Regions from separate parts of the Macaca mulatta genome. Here region 2 is linked to region 1. The links are chromatin contacts, called in public Hi-C maps. All regions are on one chromosome and are shown on one strand. The core of a region is the stretch at or near the end of the contact, and the rest is flanking DNA. Distances in the headings are between cores, read along the strand shown.

What was found. Hi-C and Micro-C count contacts between places; a contact is called where the count stands out from the background.
Region 2: a contact with region 1 is called in a Hi-C map of fetal cortical plate, with 3 times the contacts expected there. The contact joins the promoter of NUAK1 here to the enhancer-like site in region 1. A contact is called at or near these places in 6 of 14 Hi-C or Micro-C datasets (blood, cortical neurons, fetal cortex germinal zone and 3 more).

Annotation. Positions count from the first base shown.
Region 1 is chr11:112,652,292-112,658,755 of T2T-MMU8v2.0, forward strand. No RefSeq gene overlaps it. Among named protein-coding and RNA genes, the nearest start is that of C11H12orf75, 83 kb to the left of the region's middle. Within about 2 kb of position 2,895, at least 5 of the 40 cell types and tissues checked have an H3K27ac peak or open chromatin away from gene starts, as enhancers often do. A contact at or near this core is called in fetal cortical plate, where this site is marked.
Region 2 is chr11:113,357,956-113,364,419 of T2T-MMU8v2.0, forward strand. NUAK1 (NUAK family kinase 1) reads right to left here and starts at 3,945. Exons shown (of 7, transcript XM_001098986.4): 1 at 3,408-3,945. The coding sequence starts at 3,665. It overlaps LOC114670941 (a long non-coding RNA gene), which reads left to right and starts at 4,509. Exons shown (of 2, transcript XR_013401303.1): 1 at 4,509-5,114.

The DNA of each region.
Region 1 (6,464 bases), core at 1,645-4,144:
AATCTGGCTTGGCCTTGTAACTTGGTTTAGCCAGTGGGAGAGTAGCCAATGTGATACAGCAAAGTCCTGTAAAGCACTTGCCTAGGCTTGCTACTGACAACCCTTCCATGGTGTGTGAAGAAGCCCAGGCTAGGCTCCTGAAGGAAGAGGGGGGCCCCATGCACCCCAGGCAAGGCCTCAGACATAGGCTCCTGAAGGAAGAGAGGGGCCCCATGCACCCCAGGCAAGGGCTCAGACATAGGCTCCTGAAAGGAGACAGGGCCCCATGCACCCCAGGCAAGGCCTCAGACATAGGCTCCTGAAGGAAGAGAGGGGCCCCATGCACCCCAGGCAAGGCCTCAGACATAGGCTCCTGAAGGAAGAGAGGGGCCCCATGCACCCCAGGCAAGGCCTCAGACATAGGCTCCTGAAGGAAGAGGGGGGCCCCATGCACCCCAGGCAAGGCCTCAGACACAGGGTCCTGAAGGAAGAGAAAGCCCCATGCATCCCAGGCAAGGCCTCAGACACAGGGTCCTGAAGGAAGAGAGGCCCCATGCATCCCAGGCAAGGCCTCAGACACAGGGTCCTGAAGGAAGAGAGGCCCCATGCATCCCAGGCAAGGCCTCAGACATATGTCTGTGGTATACTATACCAGGGGTCCCCAAGCCCCAGGCCACAGACTGGTACTGATCTGTGGCCTCTTAGGAACTGGGTCACACAGTAGGAGGTTAGTGGCAGGTGAGTGAGCATTACCACCTGAGCTCCGCCTCCTGTCACATCAGTGACGGCATTAAATTCTCATAGGAGGCCAGGCGCGGTGGTAATCGCAGCACTTTGGGAGGCCAAGGCGGGTGGATCACGAGGTCCAGAGTTCGAGACCAGAATGGCCAATATGGTGAAACCCCAAATCTACTAAAAATATAAGAAAAAATTAGCTGGGTTGGTGGTGCTCGACTGTAGTCCCAGCTACTCGGGAGGCTGAGGCAGAAGAATCACTTGAACCCGGGAGGCGGAGGTAGCAGTGAGCCAAGATCAAGCCACTGCACTCCAGCCAGGATGACAGACCGAGACTCCGTCTCAAAAAAAAAAAAAAAATTCTCACAGGACCATGAACCCTATTGTGAACTGTGCATGCGAGGGATCTAGCTAGCATGCTTGTTAGGAGAACCTAACGAATGCCTGATGATCTGAGGTGGAACAGTTTCATCCCAAAGCCGTCCTCTCTACCCACTCCACCCCATCTGTGGAAAAGTCTTCCATGAAACTGGTCTCTGGTGCCAAACGGTTGAGGATGCTGTCCTAGACCACCCAGTCCTGGCCAGAGGGGCCCAGACAAACCACAGAGCAGACCCACCGGTTCATGGGAAATAATAAGGGTTTGTTGTCTTCACTCACTAAGTTTTGGGAGTCATTTGTTACAGAGCAAAAGCTTATTGATGAGTAGGTCAGCATGTTTGTTCAGAATGTTTTGGTATTTGGAAAACCTATTTTCTTCCCCCCTCTAGGTTTCCAGATTTCCAATAAAATTCTAGCCAAATCCATGTTTGTTTTTTCAGATCCTTTTACAAAGCACCCTTTCAATTACCTTCTTCAGCTCTGAAAAGGGAATATAAGAGGCCTTTACTGTTCATATTTGCTAAAGAAAATACACGCTTTCTAAAGAAAATACACGCTTTCAGAGCTGCCATTGTTACTGAACAGAAAACACAATCACCACTGGAAAAAACAAAGGACTGTTATTTGATCATAAATATTCTAAAGAGAGCAGTATGCTGGTTATTAGCTGAACTGAGTTTTTGGAGGAGAATTTGCGGACCTGATGCAGTGAATTAAGTGGAAATGTGCTAAAAAGAAAAAAGAAAAAGAAACCCAAAAGGAAACACAAACCAAGTACCTTCTAGCTGCCTACTGGAAAAATATTTTCATAGCACATGGTTGTTGGCACCAAGTAGGGACTTGATAAATGTTTGTTGACTGAATAAATGAATACATGAATGGTAGGAATCTGTGCTACTGTGCTTGAAAAATGTGCTACCCTGCTGCCCTGGCTCTGGGATCTTGGCGGGATCATGTTGACATTAAAGTAGAGGAATTGGGCTCAGTAATGTTAAGATTTCCCAAACTCCCTAGAACTTTGGTGAAATTCTAGGGTCTCCACTTCTGTAGGATATATCTCTCCCCTTTTCATACTTCTGTTTTCTCTTCTGAAAATGAGAGTATCTGACCATTTTGAAAGCTTAGGTTTTGGGATTTGCCATGGGGTAATGGAATGTCCCCGGGGACAGTGATCTGCATTTAATTCCTCACCAGGCCTCTCACCAGATGTTTGTGTGACGTCAAACTCTCTGTGCTTCAGCTTCAAAATCTATATAATGGGGACAATAATACTACTTGCAGGGTTGTTGGGAGAATTCAAAATAATATATGCAAAGTGCCCGGTATGTGGGTGCTAAATAGCTGGAAGTTATGATTAATTTGTAATGGGTACATTGTAGATTTATATAGAGTGAGGAGAATACAATTGGCACTATTCTAATGGATCTTGCGATTCATCTAGTATTTCTGATTTTATTCACAATTGTCAAATATTGGGGAAAACTCCTCTGTGCCCATTCAGCCTCATGTCTTTATTTAGAATTCTGAACTCTTTCTTTCCAAGTATTTCCTCCTCCCAGCGCCCATGGGGACAAGTCACATTTCTTGAGCTGCTAAATTGAATGGCAGCTGCCGCTTACTCCATATGTTTCTCATTCTAACATGTTGTCTCAAATATTTTTAGCTACTAAGCACACACTCTGGTCTGCTATGTTTTGCCTTATAATTTTTTTTTTTTTTTTGCACATTTTAGATGCCTGCTTTTGGGTTTTGCATTATTCTGTGGTTTCCTGCCCACTTGCTCCGCCCTTTAATTGCTCCACCAGCAGTCAGTCTCCGCTGCCTGCCAAGGCTGGCTCCCCCTTTTCCTAATATCCCCGACTCTCCCCAAGGGCCGTCTTTAATCCAACAAGCTCTCCAATGCTTTGCAAAATTGAACCCCCTCTGTTTATCCTGCCCCCTCCCCTCAATGTCCGTGGCAGTTATCTCACTTGGGCTCCCATTTCCTGCTCTTATTCTTGGCTCCCTGCCAGTCATCACACATTCACATGAAATCCTGCCTCTCCTCACCGAAGGGAAAGGCTGTTTCCATTCATGGAAAGCTCATTTGTCACAAAGATGCTACACCCTTGCCATAGGCAGGGTGTGCTTGGGTTTCCTGACATGCCCCGGGCAAGGTTGGAGGGCTCTGGTCCCAATAGTTATTTACAGTGAAGGCAAGTTAGGTTAGAGAACAGTGTGGTCTTTGTGGTGTTGGGGAGAGAGCATGGGCTGTCAATTCTGACTGACCTGGATTTTGGTCCATGTACCATTTCTTAGCCTCAAGTCATTTATGTGTGAAATGAGAATCATCTTATTCCCTACCTCACAACAGTATTGTGAGGCTCACGAACAGAGGACTCAACACAGAGCCTGGAGAATGGTATTTGCTCCATACGTATTCTATTTTCTCCCCCTTTCATTGATTGCTAAGGCTTCCAGATCAGCCAAAGTCTCAACAAGAATGAAAATGACACTTCAAAAGATTTAAGTGAAGAGAGTGTCATGAAGATTATTTGTAGAGATGTGGGCTTGGGTAAGAAACACTCTGGGACCAGAAACAGCAGAAGTCCTAGTGCCTGCCGAAGGGCAAGACCAGGGTGAGCTCCTACCCACAGTATCAGTGAGAGCTGGAGCCCTGAGACAGGGATGGGGCCAATTGGCACTTGGAAAGTGTGCTGGGGTCTTAGTGAACTGACGTCATTTCCTCTTCTCTTCCCCAGGATTTGAGATTTCTAAAAAAAAAAAAAAAAAAAAACCCATATAAATCTAAATTAGTTAAAAAAAAAAAAAACAAAAAACAAAAAACCTAAAGCGGTTGGAAGGGAGCTATGGCTTAGGTAGAGAAACACAGCCCATCAAAGAGGGACTAGGGATTTAAATAACCCTCTCTTCTCTCTTCCTGTCCGTGCCTTCTGTTGGGTGAAACTAGAAGCCAGAGGGCAAGGGGTCCTGGGTGGAGATGTCCAGTGGCATTAGCCCCCCAGGTACAGAGAAATGCAGAGAAAGATGCAAAATGGACCTGGAGGAGCTGAGAATCATCTTGTCATTTGTCACCTATTAGCCGGTCGCTTTGTACAAGGCCTTGAGTCTCAGTTTTCTATAGAGTGGGCATCAAACTTGTCTACCTCTTGTCCACCTCACAGGGCCATGGGGAACAGCCAGTGAAAGCATTAAAATCATTCACTTGCTATTTGACCCTCTTCTTCATTTGCATTATCTCACTTAATTCCCAAACAGCCGGGTAGGGTATAAGGCAGAGAGGCCAGGGGACAAGGACAGGCACTTTGAAATCAGAGGAAGATGGTCAACTGTGGCTCAGCCAAGCTTTTTAACTGTGAGATCATGGGCAACTGAAACTCTCTGAACCTCAGCTATTGTCTTACTTTGGGTTTCCCCAAAAGCACATCCTGAGACAAGTATTTGAGTGCAAGTAGTTCATTTGGGAGCTGATCCCAGGATGCACCGGGAGGGACTGGGCAGGGACTCAGAAAAGGGAGGAAACCCAATTATTGATGTATTCACAAGTGGGCAACTCGGTCTCAGTGCCACAAGGGCCCTGAAGACTGTGCAGGGCACATCCTGGGGTTGGTCTACTGCAGGGTGAGGGTGCTGGGGTGTTTATCCACCAACTTCCATCCCTCACTGGCTGAGGGTTGTTCTTGGAAGTTTTAATTCCCTGGCCATTTCACACTGCCTGCTGTGGCCAGAGGAGACTCAAGCAGCAAGAGAGTGCCATGGGGTGGAGACACACAGGAAGCCACATAGATGCCCTCCAGCGTGGGCCAGGAGGGAATGTGTGGGGGACTGACAGCATCTGTTTTGTTTTTCTAATTTGCATGCTAGAGATGATGTCTATGTCACAGGACAGTGACGCAGATGAAATGATTAATGATTAAATGGCCAAATGTCTTCCAAGTGCCTGGCTCATAGTAGGTATCCAAAGAAAAGGAGGCATTCATAGTAAAGATGGGTAAATATTCATGTGTTACAGATGGAAGCAAATGGGACTCAAAGAAGTTAAGACATTTGCCCTAAATCACACAGACAGTTCTTAAGTGGCCAAGTCAGATCTGGCCCCAGTTTGTTCCCCGTCCACTCTGCCGTGGCTACCTCCTGTTAATGGACTATACATTTAGAGTGCTTTTGCCTCATAAAGTGTGAGAAGCTCCATAAATATAAAATGTTTGTAGTCCCAGGCTTGCTAGCTCAAATCCAAGTTAAATTGACTCTTGGGTAGTTCTTCCCTCAGCCCTGATTCTCATAAGCTCAAATATATATTTTCTTAGTCCCCTGGGATCCTCCATTCTGTGCCCCAACAATCCCTAACCCTTCATTAGTAATGCCTAGGTGTCTCCACATATTTCAAGGGGTGCCAGAAAGTCTCCAGACAAAATAAAATATGCCATAAAACACTAAGTGCATAAAACTCTAGACACCTTGTTCTCCATGTCATGTTTCCTTTTAAAAACAAATATTTTGAAATGCCCTCTTTACTATCCTGCTGATACACACATAAAAACTAATAAAATGCACAAACTCTTTTCTTAAAAATTGTGGGAAGATATTCATAATAAAAAACTTACCATTTTAACCACTTTCAAAGTGTATGGTTTTGTGTTTTTTAGTACATTCATATTGTTCTGCCACCATCACTACCATCTATCTCCAGGACTTTTTCATCCTCCCAAACTGAAAATCTGCATTCCTTAAACACTAATTCCCCATTCCCCTCTCCTCCCAGCCCTGCAACTACCATTCTGCTTTGTGTCTCTATGAATTTAACCATTCTAGGTACCTCATATGAGTGGAATCATAGAGCCATTTGCCCTTTTGTAACTGGCTTCTTTTCCTTTTCTCTCTTTCTCTCTTTCTCTCTTTCTTTTTCTTTCTTTCTTTCTTTCTTTCTTTCTTTCTTTCTTTCTTTCTTTCTTTCTTTCTTTCTTTCTTTCTTTCTTTCTTCTCTCTTTCTCTTCTTTTTCTCTCTTTCTCTCTTTCTTTCTCTCTTTCTTTCTTCTTCCTTCCTTCCTCTCTCTCTCTCTCTTTTTTTTTTTTTTGACAGAGTTTTGCTCTGTCACTCAGGCTGGAGTGCAGTGGCATGATCTTAGTTCACTGCAACTTCTGCCTTCCTGGTTCAAGCAATTCTCGTGCCTCAGCCTCCCGAGTAGCTGGGACTACAGGCATGCACCACCATGCCCAGATAATTTTTGTATTTTAAGTAGAGTCAGGGTTTTGCCATATTGACCAGGCTGGTCTTGAACTCCTGACATCAGCCTCAGCCTGGAGTTTATAGGATTATTGGAATGAGCCACCGCACCTGGCGTGCCTTATTTCACTTAGCATAAATTATT
Region 2 (6,464 bases), core at 2,695-5,194, 710 kb after region 1:
AAAATCTGCTCAAAGGAGGAACTAAATTGATTAATGTCCCCTTTTGAGGTTTTATATAGATCACTATATTCAGTTCTCACAAGTCCATGAAGTTGGTACTCTTAGTAGCTCGTTTTACCGATGAAGAAGCTGAGGTTTCAAAAAGTCGCATAGCTTGCCAAAAGACACAAAGCTAGTAGGGGATAGATCAAGGATTTGAATGTAAGCCAGGGCTCTTAGCCTTTCTGCAAGAGTGCCTCATTTTTGAGCTTGTTCATCTCTGGAACAAGCCACTCTGAGTCCTGGTCTCACGGACATGCTTTAGCAGAGGCCGCAAGACTGCAGGAGGATGCCTGGATGGCGCACACGGTCGCACCAGCTGACTCCAAGCATCTCATTCTGCACTTTTCTTCAGAACTGCCTTTAGCGGCACATAGAAAATGATGCTGTGTTGTGTTGTGTTTTATTCAGAAGGTCCTTCCAGGTATGCAATTAAAAACCACCACATCCTCATTTTTTTGAAACTTCTCTGCTCTCTGAAAAGAGCCCCTGCTTTCAACAGGGATGTTGATTTCACAGCATTTCATAGAGCCCCGTACCCGGCACCTGTCTTGGGCCACTCACATTAGTAAAATACGTTAGAACCACTGCTCCTCTTGAGAGACGCTGTAAAAGGCACTGATGCAAATGAAAATAAAGCATCACTTCAAAATTCTACCCAAAGATCAAAAGGCTAAATTAAGATAGCGCCCTTTCAGTTCTCCTCAACTGCACCTTCAAAGCAAGTTATGAATGTTTAGCACATCATCGGTACCAGAAGAAAACTCCAAGTTCATATTTTAGATGAAAATTTCTTGCTGCTCTTAACAGGTTCTGAGTCACCAGGCACTGTATGGGCAAGAACAACTCGTTGACCAATTTCTTGTGTGTTTGGTGTTATTTTCTGTTCAGCCAGTCACAGGAAATTCTCCACTTGACAATTCCTGTTTCTCACTTAAGTTCTTAACACCATCCGTGAGCAGTGTGCTCGGCAGGGGGAGGACAGGGGGGCCAAGGAGGACTTCCCTTCCCCAAACCTCAGTTTTCCCATCTGTTTTATGCAAGGTTTTCACCCAGGGATCTGGCTAACATTCTATAAGCTTAGCTATCAAGGAGAAAGCAGCCCCGTGAATAAATGAAGCATTTTAGAGACTGCCAGTTTCTGGGCGTGGGTCTGATGCCAGATTTAAAATCTTTATATAATTTTGGGGTAAAACTAGTGATTTAGCTGAAATTAATAGCACAATGGGAAACTGAACTAGGGTTGAACAATAACACAGCGGGACTTCAGACCTGTGGCTGGTAAAGAAGCCTCTCTCGTTCTCAGGGCGCCCCCTCGCGGCCTCTTGACTAAATCCTGACGGAATGTTCAGTTTCTGCAAATAAGAGAAAGACATCCCCCAAAGAGAAAGGCGGACTGCTGCCTACTGATGCAAATGCCTTTCACTCTAACCTAGTCTGTGGATCAGGCAGTTCGAAGAACGCCTGACAGGAAGTCCCACTGACGCTCAGAAAGGCATCTGCCATAAGACAAGGGTTCGTTCTTTAGAAGGGTCTGAGGCAGTGCCCCAGCATTTAGACTTTGGGGTCCCTTCACAGACCCCAGGCACACCCTTACCACTTCAACAACCCCTCATAGTCTCACATTCTCAACCTGCAACTCGAACTGCGTCTGTTTTTCATTATTCTGCTTCCCACCTTCCCAGTGCGATTCTTCAGCAGCTATTAAGACAACATGAGCAGGGAGCTAAGCTTAGTTTTTGCTTATTCAACATCCAGCCTGGGGAATATCACCTCAGAAGAAAAGCATGAATGAAGCGCACATGTCCCAGCCTCTTCTTCCACAAACCTGAAAATGCCTTCATCAGAGGCCACCCCTACAACCCGCCCCTGTAACAATTTCATCCTACAAAAATGGCACCTGCCCAGAGTGAATTCTCAACTACTTGCTTGCTGTAGAATTTATTACAGAGCTAGCTTTAAAAAGAAATGTACATCTCAAATTTCCAATTAATTGATAACAGATTTTTTTTTAAAATAACGTTATGGGATGAAGTTATATAGACTCAAACACCGAATCTGAGAAATGGGTTGGGAGGACATTATCCAGATATCCAGATATTTGAGAATTTGGGGACTGAACTTTGCTGACTTGGCACCCCCATTTTTTTCACAGAACTGTCCCTGCCCAAATGCAAAAGAAACATGTCAATATTAAGCTGCTATTTGACAGCTCATTTTCCTTTTTTCCTGCAGTCATTTGTTGTTTATAAGCAACCCTGAGCCCCCAAAACACTCCCAAAAGTGCACACAAGAAGCCCCATAACTAGTTTCTGACTTTGGCCCTAAATCGATTAAAATACATCTGATCTGTTTCAAATCAAAGAACCATGTTAATTTTCTGCCACACACCACACAAAATCTTTCTGCAACAGTCAGTCACTTTGAACCCAACTCTCTAGCCACAAGCAGTGTGGATTTCAAGGGCCTGTTCTGCAGAAGTGAAAATAACAACAAACCAAGGCTGGGACAAGGCAGACAGACCCCAAGGCACTCAAAGCACTTCTTGTAGCTGTGCAAATGGTGCCAGGACCCTGGCAGGGTGTCAGCTGTCACAAGAGCAGCGGGGCCAGACCCCTTCAGCAGTTTGGTAGCCCTGCAACCAGGAGCTGAAACGCAATTGAGCCGGCTGCAACTAAGCACAGCTATCTGTGTAGCTACACATGCCTTGGACATTTCACTCCTCCCAAAGCCACAATGCAAACTGTTAGAATCCTCAGACTTGCAGTAGTCTTTATTTTTGCTCCCTAACCTTGTCTCAAAAACAGGCAGGAGTCGCCCTCCCTTGCAGCCACAGCATCATCAGGGCAATGCAGAGTCTGAGTGGGAGGATGCAGAGCAAGGGGCTGCGGGCAGATGGGTGCAAGGGGGTAGGGACACCTACAAAACACGGGACTTGAGGGGCTAAAAACACGGGACTTGAGGGGCTAGCTCCTAGCTGGGAATGTGGTTATTTGGAGAGTTGTGGAAATAAGGCATTTCGGGGCATGGTCTGAATGTGTGCCTGCGAGGGAGACCCCGGCCGTCCCAACGCTGCAAAATGTTTGCAAATCTAAAACATTCCTTTGCTGCTGGGATTAAATTTTTTAAAACAAACCAAAAAATAAAATAAAATATGTGCAGACAGGATGTAACAAGTGTTTCAGGACAGAGACACGCCTGAGTCACGGGGTGCTAGGGAAAGAGTGAGGAGTCTGTCTCGGGGCTTCCCAATGAGCCCCCTCTCTGTCAAGAGAGCCCTAGGGCGCACAGATCCCCGCCTCCCACGCCATCGGTCCCCAGCCCGTCCAGCCAGCTTCCCCCGCACCCTCCAGGATTGACCCACTCACCACTCGGCCCGAAAACCTCTCGGTGGCCCTCTTGACTTTGCCGTAGGTGCCTTTGCCCAGGGTCTCCTGCAGCTCGTAGCGGTGCTTCAAGTTGTGCTTGTGGTGATGCCGCTTCACCCCGTGAGGCTTCCTGGGCTCCGGGGCGGCCGCCGCCGCGGGGGCAGCAGTTGCCCCCGCCACCGCCTCTCGAGGAGAGCCCGGCGCCCCCAGCCCCAAGTCGGGGCGGTCCCCCGCCACGGGCGCGGCGGCCCCTTCCATGTCCAAGCGCGGGGCGAGCCGGGCTGCAGAGGGCAACACCGGGCACAGCGCTGGGTTGTCGTGGTCCCCACTAAGGGAAGCCGCGGTACGCTCAAGGTCGCCCCCGCAGCATCAGGGAGGCGGCCCGATCCCGCTCGGGCTGCGGCTCGGTCACTGGCGGCGGCGGGGACTGCACATCTGGCGCCCGCGGCGCGCACGGTCCGCGCACCGCCCCCCGGCCGCGGCGAACTGTGGAGCTTCGGGCGAGGTGGCGGCGGTGGCAGGGGAGGCGGTGGTGTTTGCAGGAAGGAGGGGAGAGGGTGGCTCGGAGCGCAGGAGGGGGAGTGTTATGTGGGGCGCCGCGCCCCCCAACCCCTCCCCTGGAGGACGCGCAGACGGGGCGGGGGCGGGGGCAGGGACGGCGCTCGCGCTGCCCCGGGGGAGGAGGAGCGAGGGGCGGTGCAGCTAGGGCTTCCCCCACCTCCCTGCAGCCACCCCGGGCCGGGGCCGCCGTGAGCTGGGAGGGGGATGGGAGCGTGTCGCGACTCGCTCTTTGTGCGGCGCGGCGTAGGCCACGGCGGCGGCGGCGGCGGCCAGGGGCGCTTGGTCCTCGCTGGGCCGGAGGGGACCGGGAAATTCCAAGCTGGGCGCCCCCTCCCCGGGCGCTCTAGGGCTCGCCAGTCGCAGCTATCGCGGGCCCTCCGCCGCCTCGGGGCTCCGGCTCCGGCCGCTCGGCCTGGATTCCTGCTCGCGCCGGGACGGCGGTTGCGGCTGACCGAGCCCCGGGGCCAGGGAAGCTAGAGCGCCGCGAGCCGGGGGCCGCCGGGACCTGCTCGCCATCCGGCCGGGGGCGCCGCGGGCCCAGGCGCCCCTTCATTTTCTTGTAGGTGTCGCCGCGGCCTGGCGGCCGGAGCTGGGGGAGGGGGCAGGGAGGCCTGGTGTTGGGTTACAGGCGGTGACTCACGGACCTTGCCCGCCGAGGCTGGCACCCCGCGGGGCAGAGCTGCGCCCGCCTGGGGCACCTCCGAGTCCAGGAGAATCCCAAGAGCGGCGCTTTGGCCCCGGACCCCGCGCCCTCTCGGAAGAAAGGAGAGTCGGGGACGAGGGAGGCCGGGAGGCTGAACCCCGGGCCCGCCGTCGAACCGCCGGCCCTCGGACACTATCTGGACCCCGGCAGGGACAGCAGCCTGGAAGGGGAGGAAGGCCGGGGACGTGGAAGAGATGAGGTTCTAAAGGCGCTGAGATGGAGCTGGCTCCCCAGAGGCGCCCACACTGCCAGCGAAGGCCGCCATCGGAGGTGGGCAAACCAGGGACCTGGGGTGGACCAGGAACCCCGGCCTGCTGAGCAACCCCTTTGCTGAGCAGGAGGCGACTTGAAGGCCTCTTGCCTCCTTAGGCCTTGGAAGATTTCCTTTCACTGTAAGGGCCAGCCTGATCCTGGCGATGGTGACAGGAACGGTACCCCGCACGGTAAGGGTCAGGCAGGAAGGGCCTCCCACCGCGGTGTGACTGCCCCCCTTCTAAGAAGAGACCATGAAAAATAAGGAAGAAAGCTAGAGAAAAAGGTCTTGGGGAATTTTTTTTTTTTTTTAAACAAATGGTGCAATATACCAGACTGGGGTGGGAAGAGTGAAGGCTGAAGAATATCTGGTGTTCTGCAAATCGCATGGCGATTCTTTTCCACCAGTGGACCTCACTGGAGCCTCCTCTGCAGCTCTCAGGTCCAGCCCTTCCTCTGCATTCCCGCCGCCTTCATTCCTGTCTGCCCCTCCTCACCTTACCCCGGACTCCTGCAACAGCCCGCCCTCCCCGGGAGCCTCCTCACTGCTGCCAGAGTAATGGCCTGAAACACTGCCCTCATCCTCCACACATGTGTCTCTGCTGTACTCTGACGCGTGATATTCTTACCTGTCCAAACTTTTCTTCTACTGAAGTTTGACACAAACTCCCCTGCCCCTTCTTCCCTTTCCCAGGATCAATCACAGAACACAAACACAAAGGTGCATCATGCCTATTCAGTTCCTATTCTGTCCACCATCATGCCTATTCAATTCCTATTCTGTCCACCATCATGCCTATTCAATTCCTATTCTGTCCACCATCATGCCTGTTCAATTCCTTTTCTGCAGGGCCTCCCTGCCCCCCATCCTGAAACTGTTCTGCTTTCTATACAAAGTTTGTGGATGTTGTCCCTATAGATCCTACAGTCAGGGTGAGTGGCATGTGTTGAGTCCTGTTTTCACAGAGGATTGGCTGTGTGACCTTGGTCAAATGACTTAACCTCTCAGAGCTTGGGTTTCCTCTTAAGATACGGATTAGCAGATCTATTGTAGAGAGAAACACATTGTGTCTGCAGTAGTATTTTAAAATGTTTTCTACTTTTTCCTCTCCCCTGGGATGTGGTAGAAATCCACTACCCCATTCTCTTGAAGTTAGATGTGACCATAGGACTTGCTTAGGCCAATGGAATGAGAGCAGAAGTGATTGTGTTGCTTTCACATGGAAACTTTAGGAGCCAGTGACCAAATCCCCATGTCTTCTTTTTCCTGTCTTGACAATCATGGTGGTACAAAGTTGGAGCCTCCCTAAGCCAGCTGAGTCTCTGTGTAAAGATGGCAGAAAATCCCAGCCAATCTGCTTTGGAAAAGTAGCGTCAGCAAATATTAAACTTTATTTATGTTAAGCCAGTGGGATTTGTTAAAGCAGCATAACCTGGCTTATTCTGGCTGATAGTGTTACTCCCAGATATGTGGGACTTCATCAGTATCTATTGAATCAACAGCATCTGCTCTACCATAGGCTGGTACTGTTTTATGACAG